Regions from separate parts of the Mus musculus genome. Here all the other regions are linked to region 2. Evidence: chromatin contacts called from public Hi-C data. All regions are on one chromosome and are shown on one strand. Each heading gives the region's core, a stretch centred on a gene start, on an enhancer-like site or on the middle of the called end of the contact. The rest is flanking DNA. Distances are from core to core; before and after follow the strand shown.

The links. A called contact is a pair of places that touch in the nucleus more often than the background predicts.
Region 1: a Hi-C map of the N1E-115 cell line shows a contact between it and region 2, with 2.1 times the contacts expected there. The contact joins two enhancer-like sites. A contact is called at or near these places in 9 of 484 Hi-C or Micro-C datasets (the G1E-ER4 cell line, the HL-1 cell line, the N1E-115 cell line and 6 more), 2 of 115 datasets of contacts at active chromatin or transcription factors (both in embryonic stem cells) and 3 of 9 other capture datasets (adipose tissue, liver and pancreatic islet).
Region 3: a Hi-C map of cerebellum shows a contact between it and region 2, with 1.6 times the contacts expected there. The contact joins two enhancer-like sites. A contact is called at or near these places in 2 of 484 Hi-C or Micro-C datasets (cerebellum and nephron progenitors) and 2 of 9 other capture datasets (liver and pancreatic islet).

What each region holds. Positions count from the first base shown.
Region 1 is chr12:83,209,313-83,213,685 of GRCm38.p6, forward strand. No RefSeq gene overlaps it. Among named protein-coding and RNA genes, the nearest start is that of Gm51988, 57 kb to the left of the region's middle. Within about 2 kb of position 1,524, at least 23 of the 459 cell types and tissues checked have an H3K27ac peak or open chromatin away from gene starts, as enhancers often do. A contact at or near this core is called in the N1E-115 cell line, cerebellar granule neurons and cerebellum, where this site is marked.
Region 2 is chr12:83,301,476-83,305,960 of GRCm38.p6, forward strand. All of the region lies in intron 6 of Dpf3 (D4, zinc and double PHD fingers, family 3), which reads right to left. Among named protein-coding and RNA genes, the nearest start is that of Gm51988, 150 kb to the left of the region's middle. Within about 2 kb of position 1,271, at least 80 of the 459 cell types and tissues checked have an H3K27ac peak or open chromatin away from gene starts, as enhancers often do. A contact at or near this core is called in the N1E-115 cell line, cerebellar granule neurons and cerebellum, where this site is marked.
Region 3 is chr12:83,409,343-83,413,480 of GRCm38.p6, forward strand. All of the region lies in intron 1 of Dpf3 (D4, zinc and double PHD fingers, family 3), which reads right to left. Among named protein-coding and RNA genes, the nearest start is that of Dpf3, 76 kb to the right of the region's middle. Within about 2 kb of position 2,584, at least 58 of the 459 cell types and tissues checked have an H3K27ac peak or open chromatin away from gene starts, as enhancers often do. A contact at or near this core is called in cerebellum, where this site is marked.

The sequences.
Region 1 (4,373 bases), core at 274-2,773, 92 kb before region 2:
CACATTCACACATACGCACACACATGCGCCTGCTCTCATCAGCAATATTAACAACACAACACTAGAGATGGAGCAAGGTGAGCTAACGAGATGCAGTGGGTGGGAGCATAGGCAGGGAGTTCTCAAAGTTAGCTGCTGAGGAATACAAAGACCCCAGGGCCTCATGGGGTCCCTATTTCCGACAGAGGCCTCTTTTCCTGTGTCCCTTCCCAACCCCGGTTTTGTTGATTTGCCAGACCCAGTTGGTGCCGACCTGAATGGCCATCTTATTTGCTTTCAGGATAGAGGTCATTATTAGTAATTATATCTCTGTGGAAGAGGGTTCTGGCTGCCTGCCAGCCCAATCCTGCCTTCCTCTGCTCTGCCCTGGGTAATGTCACCATCAGCACAAATGCTCCCTGTTCGTGGTGAGGCCAACGATGGGGAAACTGTGGAGTGTCACTTGTTCGAGGCTGCTGGCCCCTCCACCTGAGGCTGTCACAGACTCCAAAAGGGCACCCCTGTACTCACCCACACCCTCATGACACCTATGACATCCTATGGCACCTCTCACAGCTTCACCAATGCCAAGGAGCCCTTGCAACCAGTCAGGAGGCATGGCCAGGCCTTCCTCAAAACCCACACAGACCTTTCAAAGGCACACTACTCCTGGCTTCCAGTTTTCCTCCTTACAGGGTGTGTGTGTGTGTGTGTGTGTGTGTGTGTGTGTGTGTGTGTGTGTGTGTGTGTGTCTGTCTGTCTGTCTGTCTGTCTGTCTCTCTCTCTCTCTCTCTCTCTCTCTCTCTCTCTCTCTCTCTCTCTCTTCTGAGAGACAGGTTTAATGCAGAAATGACAAGGCAGGAGCCTACCTCTCTACCTCAGGGCTTCCTGAAGTTGCTTTCTTTGGGCCTCTCTCCTGCTGCCCAGTTTGAACAGCCCTGCAGCCAGGCCTTTCCAGAAGCATCCACTGTGATGGTCAAAGGACCCAATCCATTCACCTTCCGACCTCCTCCTCTCTGCTTCCTGACCACTCCTCAGAGCAAACAACCCAGTCCCTACCCCCACAGTGAGTCTGCAGGCTCCTTAGAAAAACATTTCCAGCTCTCAAAAACTCTGAACCAATCCATGGTTCCCAGGCTGTTCCCACACTCGGGGCCTCTGGAAGAGGATCATAAAGATCTCAAGGCCTGAGGATACTGGAGAATAGCCAAAGAGCCCAACTCACAGATGACCTCAGCGGCCCTTCTGACTACCGATAAATTAGATTCAGTGCATGAGGGGTCTCAGTGGGGAAACCTGTGGACTTGGGGGAAAAGACTGGGGTTCTCCCCTTTCCTCAAATAAAGCTGAGCTCTTGAAAGACCGAAAGGGCAGCAGACAGTGGGGGACATGGAGCCTTGTCTGTTCTGCCAGGCGGTAGGAAAAAGGTTGGCTAGGCCCTCCTACCGCACTTTCCAGCTGCTGGAGTCAGGACCTATGGACCTAAGTCCTGAAGCAGCAAAGCCTGAAATTGCTCCCATGCCCAAGGCTGTAGGCCAGGATCAAGCTCACCCTGCTACCATCTGTCACCTGACCCTTGCCAATCTAGACCAGTGGGGTCTTAGAGATTTATGTCCAAATGTTCCAATGGCACTCATCTGTGGGAGTGGAAAAATCCACAGAGACTCAGGCAGGAACCTGGGTGGGGTGGGGTCCCTCCTACTTCCACAGGGTGAGGGGTACCCAGTCCCTCCCTCCTTGCCGTCTGACAGTTCCCTCAACCAGCATGGACCCAGAGTCCAGGGAGCCCACAGAAAAGAGAGCTGGCTCAGCGTCCACTGCTTGGCAAATGTTTGGCTTTTGTTTCTTTTTTCAAACAATTTTGTTTTCTAGGGCTGTAGGACTGAGGGAAAAAAAATTGTCCTGATAATGCTTCATACCCTCTCCCATTGTCCCTCTGCTTACAGATTCCAACAGCACCCCCTCCATCAGTATAGCCTCACCCTGACTCAAAGTTCCTTCCCATCTCTTCTCTTTATTATGCTAACCCCGACTCCCCACTCCCCCAACCCAACTCAGGAATGCTGGTCTACTACAGGGGACAACAGCACCACTCCTGCCTGGAGCTAGGCCTGGGAACACACACACACACCTTCAGTGACAATGTGAGAATGACTATGACCCAGGAGCCAGCTTCTCCCTTCTCCATGACTCTGGAGTTCGTAAGAAATACTAAGAACAGACATTATTGAGTAGGAAAGAGGCACTCTCACCTCAGCACTTCCAAATGGCGGAGGGAAGGCAAGGGGATTCTCAGGACCCTGCCTGGGCCACCCGCCAGCCAAGCAAGACTGCCTTGAACATGTAACCCAGAAGAGGAAAGTAGCAGACCCTCAGCTGTGCCTGTGGCAGCCTGGGGTTACCCGTGATTTTTCTTCTACTCACTGCACTGAACTGGCTCCCATAGGAAAAGTACCTCCAGTCCTGTTGGTTTTCTTCCTTAAAATACCTGGACTTACACATGCGGGGGCTGGAAGGGATCGTTCTTGAAGACTAAAGTGCACCAGGAATGAAACCCATATCTTCTTGCTCTGCAAAACCTCCTCTTAGCTCCCCTGATCAGAATCTTCTCTCTCTCTCTCTCTCTCTCTCTCTCTCTCTCTCTCTCTCTCTCTCTCTCTCTCTCTCTTTCTCTCTCTCTCTCTCTCTCTCTCTCTCTCTCTCCCCTCTCCTCCCCTCCCCTCCCCTCCCCTCCCCTCCCCTCCCCTCCCCTCCCCCTCTCTGGCCCCCTAGTCACCTAGTCATAGGAGGGTCTCTCAGGCTGAGCCAAGGGCAGCAGTGACTCTCTCTGCCTAGACCCAGCTTCCCATCTGATCCTGAGGCACAGTGCACAGCAGTCTGGAGACTGGCTGGCTTCTGCCTCTAGTGGTGTCAGGAGGGGTTGGGAAAGAGGACAGGAATGTCAGGTCCCTATCTAGAGCTCCAGTCCTCTTTCCTTGCCCGTTGCCTGTCCTGGATTTACTATAGGTCCCAAATATAGGGTCTTAAGAGTGTCTAGAAAGAAAGAAAGAAAGAAAGAAAGAAGAGTTTATCTTCCAACCGGAGTTCTTCAGCTACCACATAAGGATGTAAGGCTGTAGTGGAGCAGAATAGCACTGTCGGGGACTTGAGGGGTCCTCAACAGAATCATTGTCTCCCCTTAGTAACCTCTGGACAAAATGACAGTGGCTACTACAAACTGGAAGTCCCATTGTTAGCAAGACCTGCACCATGACACTTCTCAGCAAGAACTACTCTATTAGCCCTGCTAGATCTCTAGACAGGTCATCTCTCTCTGCCTCACACTCATGGGCAGTGAGGCTCAGAGAGGCAAAGTCACCTAACCAGAGTTAACCAGCTAAAAAGAGACTACTACATTTGAACAAGTGCACAGTGCCCTCTACAGAAGTTGGCTCCCATTCCAAGTGGTTAATCATGCTGATGGTGTGTGTGTGTGTGTGTGTGTGTGTGTGTGTGTGTGTGTAGTCTGTCTGTGTCTATCTGTCCACATGCACATGCATTTATGGTATCTTTGTCCTCAAGTCCCCAAACCCTGGGCACCTCCCATTACCATCCAAGCCAAATCATGGTCCCCATGACCACAGCCCTGGCTTAGGAGCCTGACCATGGACAACAACCTGGCCCTTGACATGTAAGCCTCCATCCATCAAAAGGGAGATTCCAAGGAGACTTCTAGCTTTGGCTAGAAGCCACAAGAAGGTGGCTTCAAAAAGCATTTGGAGTTCCCACAGACACACCTAGCTCTGCAGTTGGTTGTTTATGTAACATTATTCTTCCCGGTGTCAGTGTGGAATAGAAAAGGCAAATGTTCTCATTTCCATTTCACAGATGGGTACATCGAGATCTGAGGGTGCTAAGTGATTTGTCCAAGGTCACATACCATCCAGGGGTAGAGGGGACACTAGAACCCTGACCCTGTGATTGCTGCTTATTCCAGGGCTCTGAGAAAGAAGATATCAACTTTACTTCACTAACACATTCCTTTTCCGATGCAGGAGGATGGCTCTGGAGACCTGGCCTGCCGTACCCTGACACGACATCTCCAAGCTGAGCTGCTCTCCCTACTCTCTCTGCATGGAGAATCAAACCAAAACCTCTGAAGCATAAAGGCTGAGCCCATTCTCCAGGCCAAGTGAAACAGAAGAGAAGGACCCCAGGAGCCTTTAAGAGTCCTGAGCAGCCCCAGCGCCGTGGACAAGCTCCGACTCCTGCCTTGGGCTAGAGAGGCATGATCCCCATCAGCTATGCTGGGCCCAAGCAGGGCTGGATATAGAACACCTGCACTTCTGTAGAGAGCAGACTCATGTACACTCCAGAAGGAGACCTGTCAAGACTCAGAGCATAAAGGTGGAGGG
Region 2 (4,485 bases), core at 21-2,520:
AGCTCACTGTAGGGTAGACTAGCAGGCCAGTGAGCCCCAGGAACACCTGCCTATATTATCTCCAGCGCTCCGATTCTAAGCACACATCCACCATGCCTAGCTTTTTACATGAGTCCCAGGAACCAAACCCAGGTCCTTTACACTTGCAGAGCAAACAGTTCACCAACTGAGCGCTACCTCCCCCCCCCCACCCCTTCTCTCTCTCCAGCCCCTGTGGATCTTATCTTGCCTCGGAAATCAGGGAGTGGTGATGTGGGAATTACTCCAGTGAAAAGCTTTAAATCCACCAGGGTGAACCTAGGCCCCGAGCAAGCATGGCTGAGTCAGAGAGTGGATTCCTGGAAGTTTGCCTAGGGCAGGTCACTGGTCGTCATGCCAGTGTGATCAGCTGTGCTGGCCTCGGTCGGTTTTGTCATTGGAGAAGGGGGAACTGCACGGGCATCTGAATAGTCTACATCTGAACTGGGTGGGTTCAAACTCTGCCTGAAACTGCTAACGGGCATGATCTCCTCCATAAGCCGCTAAGTGTGCCCGCACCTGCATACCCTCTCTGGAACGGGGGCTCGCTGCAACAGCACGCCTACCTCACCACAAGGAGAAAGATGTAAGACAACCATTTAAAAGTGGATCCATGGTGAGACTCAGTCACCATCAGCTGTCACCATCCCCCACTGCCATCGGAGGGGCTCAGGCGAGCACAATAAACCCCAACAGGGAGGGAGCTGGCGTGTTTCTCCTCCAAAGTCTGGGGTAATGGGGTAGGGTAGGGAAGAAGGTAAGGAGAAAAATAACATTCTGAAAATAAAGTACTGTCGCCATCTGCTCCCCTCTCATCAAGTCGGCAATCCTGCCCTGGAAGGAGCTGTCGCAGGGAATCAGACTAAACCCCAAGACTGCTGAAGCATGCAGAGAGGGCTGAACCCCCAGCTTCCCGCTATAGCCTCCTTCCCCAGGGCCCACTGCTCTACGTCATGTGTGCCTCTGCAGCCATCACCCCTGGGACCAGTCAGCCCCATCTGCGCTCAGCCTAAGGTCCTTCTTTTCACCTTGGCAAGCAAGCACCTGGATTTTGTGTTCCTGGCGCAGCGCGTGTGAAGAGCAATGGCTGTGACAAGGGAAGTCCAGCTTGCCTCCCTCTCTCTCCTTCCCCCTGGGGCAGATCCATCTGTCAAGCTGCAGAAATAGCTTTGCCCACATTCCTAGTCCAGAGCTGGGTACTCCACATGGGACCTCCAGGCTAGAGTTACGAATGCCATCAGTGTTGTCCCAGAGCAGGGACAGCATGTCCCCTAACCCCCTACCCTACTCCAATCGTTGTCTGGGGCTGGGTGGAGGGGGCTGGAGGGGAGGGGTGGCAGTTTCTGTGAACAAAGCCGGCTTCAGCAGACAGCAGAATCCTTCCTGCCGGGGAGAAGCGGCTGCCTTCCCTACTGATAACTTAATGACTCTGGCACATTTTCATCAGCCCAACTTGGAGCACGCAGTGGGTATCTGAGCCAGTGGTTCCCAGAGACTGAAAGCAGCGACTGAAAGCAATTACAGGATGAGTGTCCAAGAGACAAAGCCGAGGCCTTGGGAGCCACAAGGCGCATTGCATTCCCAGCGTCTGCCCATGGCACAGACACACAGCCCCTTCCCTCTACAGCCCAACTCCTTCAGCTAGGACGCAAATCACAGCACCCGGCATCTGCTGCTGGCCGGAGGGCATCGTAACTGCAGTCAGGCAGCCTCCAATCCCTACCACTTACAAGATGTGGATCCCATTTTACAGGTGGGGAACCTAAGGGTGGGAAAGGATAAATGGCTCCCCAGATTGGCAAAGCCAGGATTCAAACCCAGGTCTGTCTGTCTGTCTGCCTTTGCAGAATACAGCTGCCATGTGTTTTCTGCTTGTCACTCCTGTCCCCGGCTCTCTCAGTGCCTGGGGCTGACCTCCATAGCTTGCTTTTCCCAGGGGCCTTCACTCTGCATGATGTCATCCTGTTCACTTCTTCAGAGTGGAACCCACAGCCTGCAGGGCCTCACGCGTTCCGTTTGGTCAGAAGAACCATGCACTAACAGGCTGGCTGATAGACGTTTGGAGCTCTACACACCTGGCCAGCGCCCCTCTTTGTCCTCTTTGCAGTACCATCTATGGGTAAGGAGAGCCCCCACCCAGTTGCCCAGTAGGGAACAAAGTGAGAAAAGTCCTGTGTGATGCTGATAAACTGAGATTGAGGCAAAAAAAAACAAAAAACAAAAAACAAAAACAAAACAAACCAACCCAGGAGAGATGCATCTCAGGGTGGGCTTGTTCATCCCTAAGGACCATTTGAAACAGCTGGGGTTTCTTTAAAAGTCAACAATGGCTCCACAGGACCCAAAAGAAAAGAATGAAAGATTCATCCAGCACCTGCAACATTTGCATCTGCAGTTGCCTAAGTGCCTCGTGCAGGAGCCCCTTTCTGGCAAGCCCAAGGCTTCCACACTAGGGTGGGCCTCCAAGGCTGGACTCCAGATGAGCTGGTTGCCTCCGCGAGCCCTTTGGATCCAGTTCCAGCTCTTTTACAAACCCTCTATACATCCCTGAACAAACCACACTGTAAAAATATTGAGCCTCGATCAGATTCCTTCTAAGTCCTCTCCATTCTAGTTCCTCGTGGTTATTCTCTCTCAGCCTTGAAAGGTCTGTGTGCCCCCTGAATCCCTTACCCCCTCGGCTATGATAGAAAAATGATATAAGCTCCTAGCCATAACATACGCCCAGGGTCTGCTGACTCCCATCTCCCCACCAGCCCAGCAAGGCCAGCAGCTGCATTCCTGTGATGTCAGGAGCTGGGGGAGTAGAAATATCCTGACATTTCTGTAGGGTTTTTTTTTTCCTTTTTTGCAATAAATTCTCATGTAATGTAGGCTAGCCTTGAACTCACTATGTAGCTAAAGCTGGCCTTGAACTCCTGATTTCTTTGCATTCACCTCCCAAGTACTAAGATCACAGGTATATACCACCACACACAGCTGACATCCTGCCTTTTTACAAACAAACATCTCAAGGCCTGGCATTGTCCTTTATTGTGTGAGTCCAGACCCAGGACCCAGTAACCACTGAACCCAGCTGTAACTAAGGGCAGCTGTCCTGCTTCTTTAGGAACTTATATGTGAATATGGCTTCCAGTTAGTAGCAGGAAGAAGAGGGAAGTCTTTCATTTCAAGATGCTATGTAACTTGCATCTGAGCACCCAGAAGAGAGATGCAGACAGCCTCCAAACCAAACTGTTTTAAGTTTCCCACCCTACTGAGAAACATGGCAACAAAAAGCTGGCAATTTGCCCCGTGACCTAGGGGAAGTGACGTCACCTAAGCCTTAGTTTCTTTGTCTGTAAAATGGAGGTCATGAGTCTGTATACCACAGAGACAGGGTGAGGCCTGGGTCAGTCCGAGATCATGAAGGACACATTTGGGGCCTGCCCGCAGCATGGCATCCAGAACCCTAGCCATTTTTGCCAATTCACTCAGTTCTATAGGCTGCATCCCTGGATCTAACAACTCCAAAACCTGGTACACAGAACACAACCAGGGATTCCCCTGGGGTGATAAGTGCCCTTGTCAGTGTGTATAAAGAAAATAAATATCTATTGGCAATATCCATGAAGAGGGCAATGAACTGATGCCTTTCCCCACTCTCTTACTGAGCCTTCCTAGAAACTCTAACACTTGTATCCACGTTATTAGTTTTGGATGTGTCCAAGGTCACAGCTAGGAAATGACATGGCAAGGTTTCAAATCCTGGGCTTTTGACTTCAGAACCATCTTCTTTCAACCATCCTCTCAAAACAGGGTTTCTCTGTATAGCCCTGGATGTCCTGAAACTCACTCTGTAGAGCAGGCTGGCCTCAAACTCAAGAGATCCGACTGCCTCTGCCTAAGAGATCTGACTGCCTCTGCCTAAGTGCTGGGCTTAAAGGCGTGTGCCACCACTGCCTGGCTTAACCATTATGTCTAAGGCAGTGTCTGAGTCCCCATTTCTAGGGAGGCCCATGTTACCATGTCTTTAATTAGTTCTTTAAATAAATAATAAAATATAATTCAATTACACAAAAATAATTTAACTAATAAATATAACGGTCAACATTCCTGGGGGGAATAAACAGAGAAGAGTCAAGAATCAGAGCCAGTTACCATGGTGGCAGCTCTCTCCTTCTTGGAAGCTTGTGGGTGTCCCCCCTCTGGGGACCTCTGTCTACCTGCTAGGTCTGGATGATGACCTGAGGAATGCTGTACCAGTACAGAGCAGACTTTTCATGACTCCTAAGTCACCCCGTGTGACCTTTTTGTGACCCCTAGCACCTTTAGGGAAACAAAAGTCCATTGCTTCTGTTAGACTTTCTGCCTGGGCCTCCTGATACTTCCCGGCTTTCCTGGCAAAGTCCCATCACTCTCCAAATGTCCTTCTTTCCAAATGTTCCACTCAAGCCTCCCTTCACGTCTCAGCGTATCGAGCTCCAG
Region 3 (4,138 bases), core at 1,334-3,833, 110 kb after region 2:
CATCACCACCACCATCATCCAGAGTGCAGGCTGTCCCCCAATACCATATCTGCCCTGCACACTGCCTGCTGGCTCCCGGCTAGGTGCCTTCCGAGGGACCACAGAGCAAGCACAGGTTCTGGGGAACGGTAAAAAGTAAGGATGCCAACGTAGCCACAAGTGCCACTCCCTCATTTCAGGCCAGGTCTAAGCACTTGACCCCCACCAGACCCCCAGGGCTACTCTACAGAAGAGAAGAGGCCTGGAGAAGGTGAAAGGCAGGTCGCATGTGCCATTCCACTCAGAGCCCTGTGTGACAGACTGAAGGTTCCCCAAGCTGGGTGGAGCAGGGAGGAGGAGGGACCCAGCAGGACGTGGGTGGGTCTCCCTATGTGTGTAACCTGGGTCTCTGGAGACTATCCTTGAGCTTATCCAACTCTTTTGTGGTTCAGCAGATTGGAGGAACCCTGAAATACAACTTCTTATAGAGCTCTGTAGGCGACTAACAGGAGTGGCCACTGCCTACATTCCTCATACACAGGAGAAAAGGGAGATGTTAGAAATGACTGTATGAGTCCCTCCCTCATGGAATAGCTTAGGAAAGCTCACATTTCCATTCAAAACCCCAAATGGCCATCTGTAAGACAAGGCTAGTGAGAATACCTGATTCTTGGTATTATCAAGAAAGAGAACTGGGAAACGGATCCCTGTGGCTCACAGGAAGGAACCCTTAGGCCTCCTCTTCTTCCAGGGTAGTGTATAAATAAAAGTATTCCTCCATCTCCATCCAGTTTCCTAAACTGGAAAGGTCACAGGAAGACACAATGCAGAGAGATGAACAGCCATGGAGCCTTGAAAACAAAGGGCCGGCAGACAAGATGGTACCAGGTCCTGAAAAGATCATCGGCCAGCATGATGGTCCAGCGACACACCAGGGCTGGAATGCTCCAACCACAAACATTCCACAACATGCCAGTACCTAAGTCAAGTGGGGACACACATAGATTTCAGGGTGGGGGCTCCTCTGCCAGAGATATACACTAAAATGACCCACTGGGGAACAGGACATGTATGGCCCAAGAAGAGGAAAAGAACGTGAACCTGGCATCAGCCATGATGCAGACATGCACAGGGAAAGGACGGCACAGAAAAGAAGTAGGAAACAGAGCATACTGGGATATGCCTATAATTCCAGTACTGGAGAAGCTGACGGGGGGGTTGGGGGGTGGGGGTGGGGGGCGCTGATTCAAGTTCTCCTCGAGACAGGGTGAATTCAAGGCCAGCCTGAGATAGTCAAAAACCATGTCTTAAAAATAAATAAATAGCCAGGCAGTGGTGGCACACACCTTTAATCCCACCACTTGGGAGGCAGAGGCAGGCAGATTTCTGAGTACGAGGCCAGCCTGGTCTACAGAGTGAGTTCCAGGACAGCTAGGACTACACAGAGAAACCCTGTCTCAAAAAACCAAAAACATAAGTAAGAAAGAAAAAAAGAAAGAGAGAGAGAGAGAGAGAGAGAGAGAGAGAGAGAGAGAGAGAGAGAGAGAGCAAGCAAGCAGGAAAGGAGCGGGGAGGGAGGAAATAAGTGAAAAGTATAAACTGATACTACATTTGATTCTAAAAGACAATTTTATGTTTTATAAGCCATTTGGGAAATAAAATAAAACTATTTCTGGGACATAAAATCTCCAAAAATTCAGGAACAATTGGTGTCTTCCTTTAAAACTAAAATAGTGTTTGGACACAGAGCTTCACATAGGGACACCACTACCCTGTGAAGGTTCAAACAGAGGAGGGCATACAGGGAGGCAGCAGAAGCTGGGAGAGGCCACAGAGCAGACTCATCGTCGTCTTCAGCGGCCACAGGAGGGGCCCACACAGCTCATACCTTGACCCTGGATTTCCAGCCTCCCTGGTGTCACAGACTACACTCCTGGTGCTCACACTATTCAGTCTATGCTACCTGTTCCAGCAGCCCTTGCTCACTAATACCTCCAGAGCCTTGCCGTTCTTCACCACACCATGACTCAAGGGAGCATGCTGGCAATTTCTAGAAAGTCCTCAGATTTTCCTTTCTATTCACTAAACTAGACGTTGTGGAGGAACTCACAGTAAACAAGACATAACATGTTCTCTGCAGGGGAACGTGTGCCTCACCTGACACTTTCAAAAAAAAAAAAAAAACGCCTCTGCATTTATTTGTCTCTTGCATATGACAAGCCTTACGTGGAGGTAGGGAAAGCCAGCCACATTTGTCTAGCTTTCATATGAGAAGACTGGGTTCTAGAGAGTTGGAGACAGCTTCGGAGCCTGCAGCATGAAATGGCAGAGAAGGAGCAGAGGCCCCAGAGAGCAAGGCTGTTCCCTGAGACTGCTTCTCTCAGCCCGCCTGGCTGCCTCCCTGGCAGGACCAGGAGCCTCTCATCTCCCCTGCAAGAGAAGCCACTGAGCTGAGGCAACTGGGGGACGGGGAGGAGGGAGTTGTTAGGATCCAAAACCTTCTCCAAGTGTGCTCCAGAAGGCCAAAGGGAGGTCCGCGCCAGACAGGCCTGCCAACGACAGATGCAGTCACAGCAGAATGGGAGGCAGGTGCGGTCGCAGGCTCTTCAGGATTCCATGCTCGCTGTGGCTCCCCACACTCCCACCCCCACCCTTCTACCACACAGGTTCCTAGTAACGGTGGTGCCGCCCTGTGTTGTCAAAATAGTGAGATGCCAGGAGGAATTCAAAATGAAATCTATGTGCTTCTGCAGCCTCCTAAGTGTCTGTCACTGTGGTTGTAGCTAAACCCGCTAATGTGCTAAGCATTTTCTGGCAGTGCTGGGAGGTAGGGCTGGTATTTTGGGAGCTGGGAGGAGCTTGGAGGAGACACCCCTTGTAACCCTGGGAAGGAGGAACAGGCATGGAAGGCAAACCCCGAGCACATCCCCTGAAGTCACTGGGCCACCAAGCCGTATTTTGAGGTTCCCGAGTCACCAGGTATATGGGCAGAGAGAGACCAAACTCAGGCCAGCAAGCAGGGACGCGGCACAGAGTCCTCTCAGGCTAGGGCTGCAAGGGACAGTGTGCTCTAGAATGTGGCTGGCAGGGGACACTTTTTCTGCTGACGCAAAGCAGCATGCACTGCTGGCCAGGAGACAAGGCAGCCAGGCTTGGCCCTGGCTCATCTTTTCTAAGTTAGGGGCAGGGGCAGGGCCACGATGACCAAACAAAGCAAAAGATGACAGATACTCAGAGGCAGGCAGGCAAGAGCCCTGACCCTTCAGAGGGCCTAAGGATATGAGTCCTGGAGAGGAGAGGTGACAATAGCAACTCCCACCATCCAGGATACTGGGTTCTCCAGACACACTGCACTATCCATTTTCTGGAAGCCTTTTGAGAATGGCTCAAACATGACACAGAGAGGGGAGCAGTCCCCTCACCCCTGAATCTGAACCCATACAAGATCCTGGTATGTCTTCATCCTGAGTGAACTCACACCTCTTAGGGGAAACCAAAGGAATTTTCGAGTGAGGAAGCAGAGACCAGGACCAAGTGGTAGCCCTGCTAAAGAGAGAATTCCTTCCCTGGGCCACTGTGTGCCCGGAAGTGTAGTGAGTGACAGGGGAGGCTGCACAGGTAAGGAAGAAGAAGGGTCAACCTGAGAACAGATAAGCCAATAAAACCTTGACTGGATTCAATCTGAAGGAGAAAAGGGGGAAAAAAATCCCGGCTGATAGTGGCTGCTGAGAGCTGCAACTTTTAAAGCCCCTCTGGCAAAAGGCTCTTCAGAGTCTTTTGCAAACCCCAACCACACAGCCAGCCAGCCACCTCCGGGCCAGCAGCACGAGTGCTTCTGCTGAGTCGGAGCAAACCCACAAACATCCAGCCAGACCTAACCCTCCTCCTCTGCCTGCAATCCACCCCAGCCTCTGTGCCTAAAGAAAGGGTCCTCAATGCAGCTGGAGATGGTAGAGTTTATCAGGGCCACGAGGAGCCAGGAGCAGAGACCTCAGCCTCAACGTGGCAACGGGTGCTTAGCCTTCTGAGTCTCCTGTTTTAATCTGCAGACATGGAAAAGATGAAGCTGCTCTTGGGAAGCCGGGGAGAACTGGATGAGATGATGAAGGCTGGATTCTGGGCACAAAGCATGGTGGGGGAAGAGGCCCCGTGTAAGCTG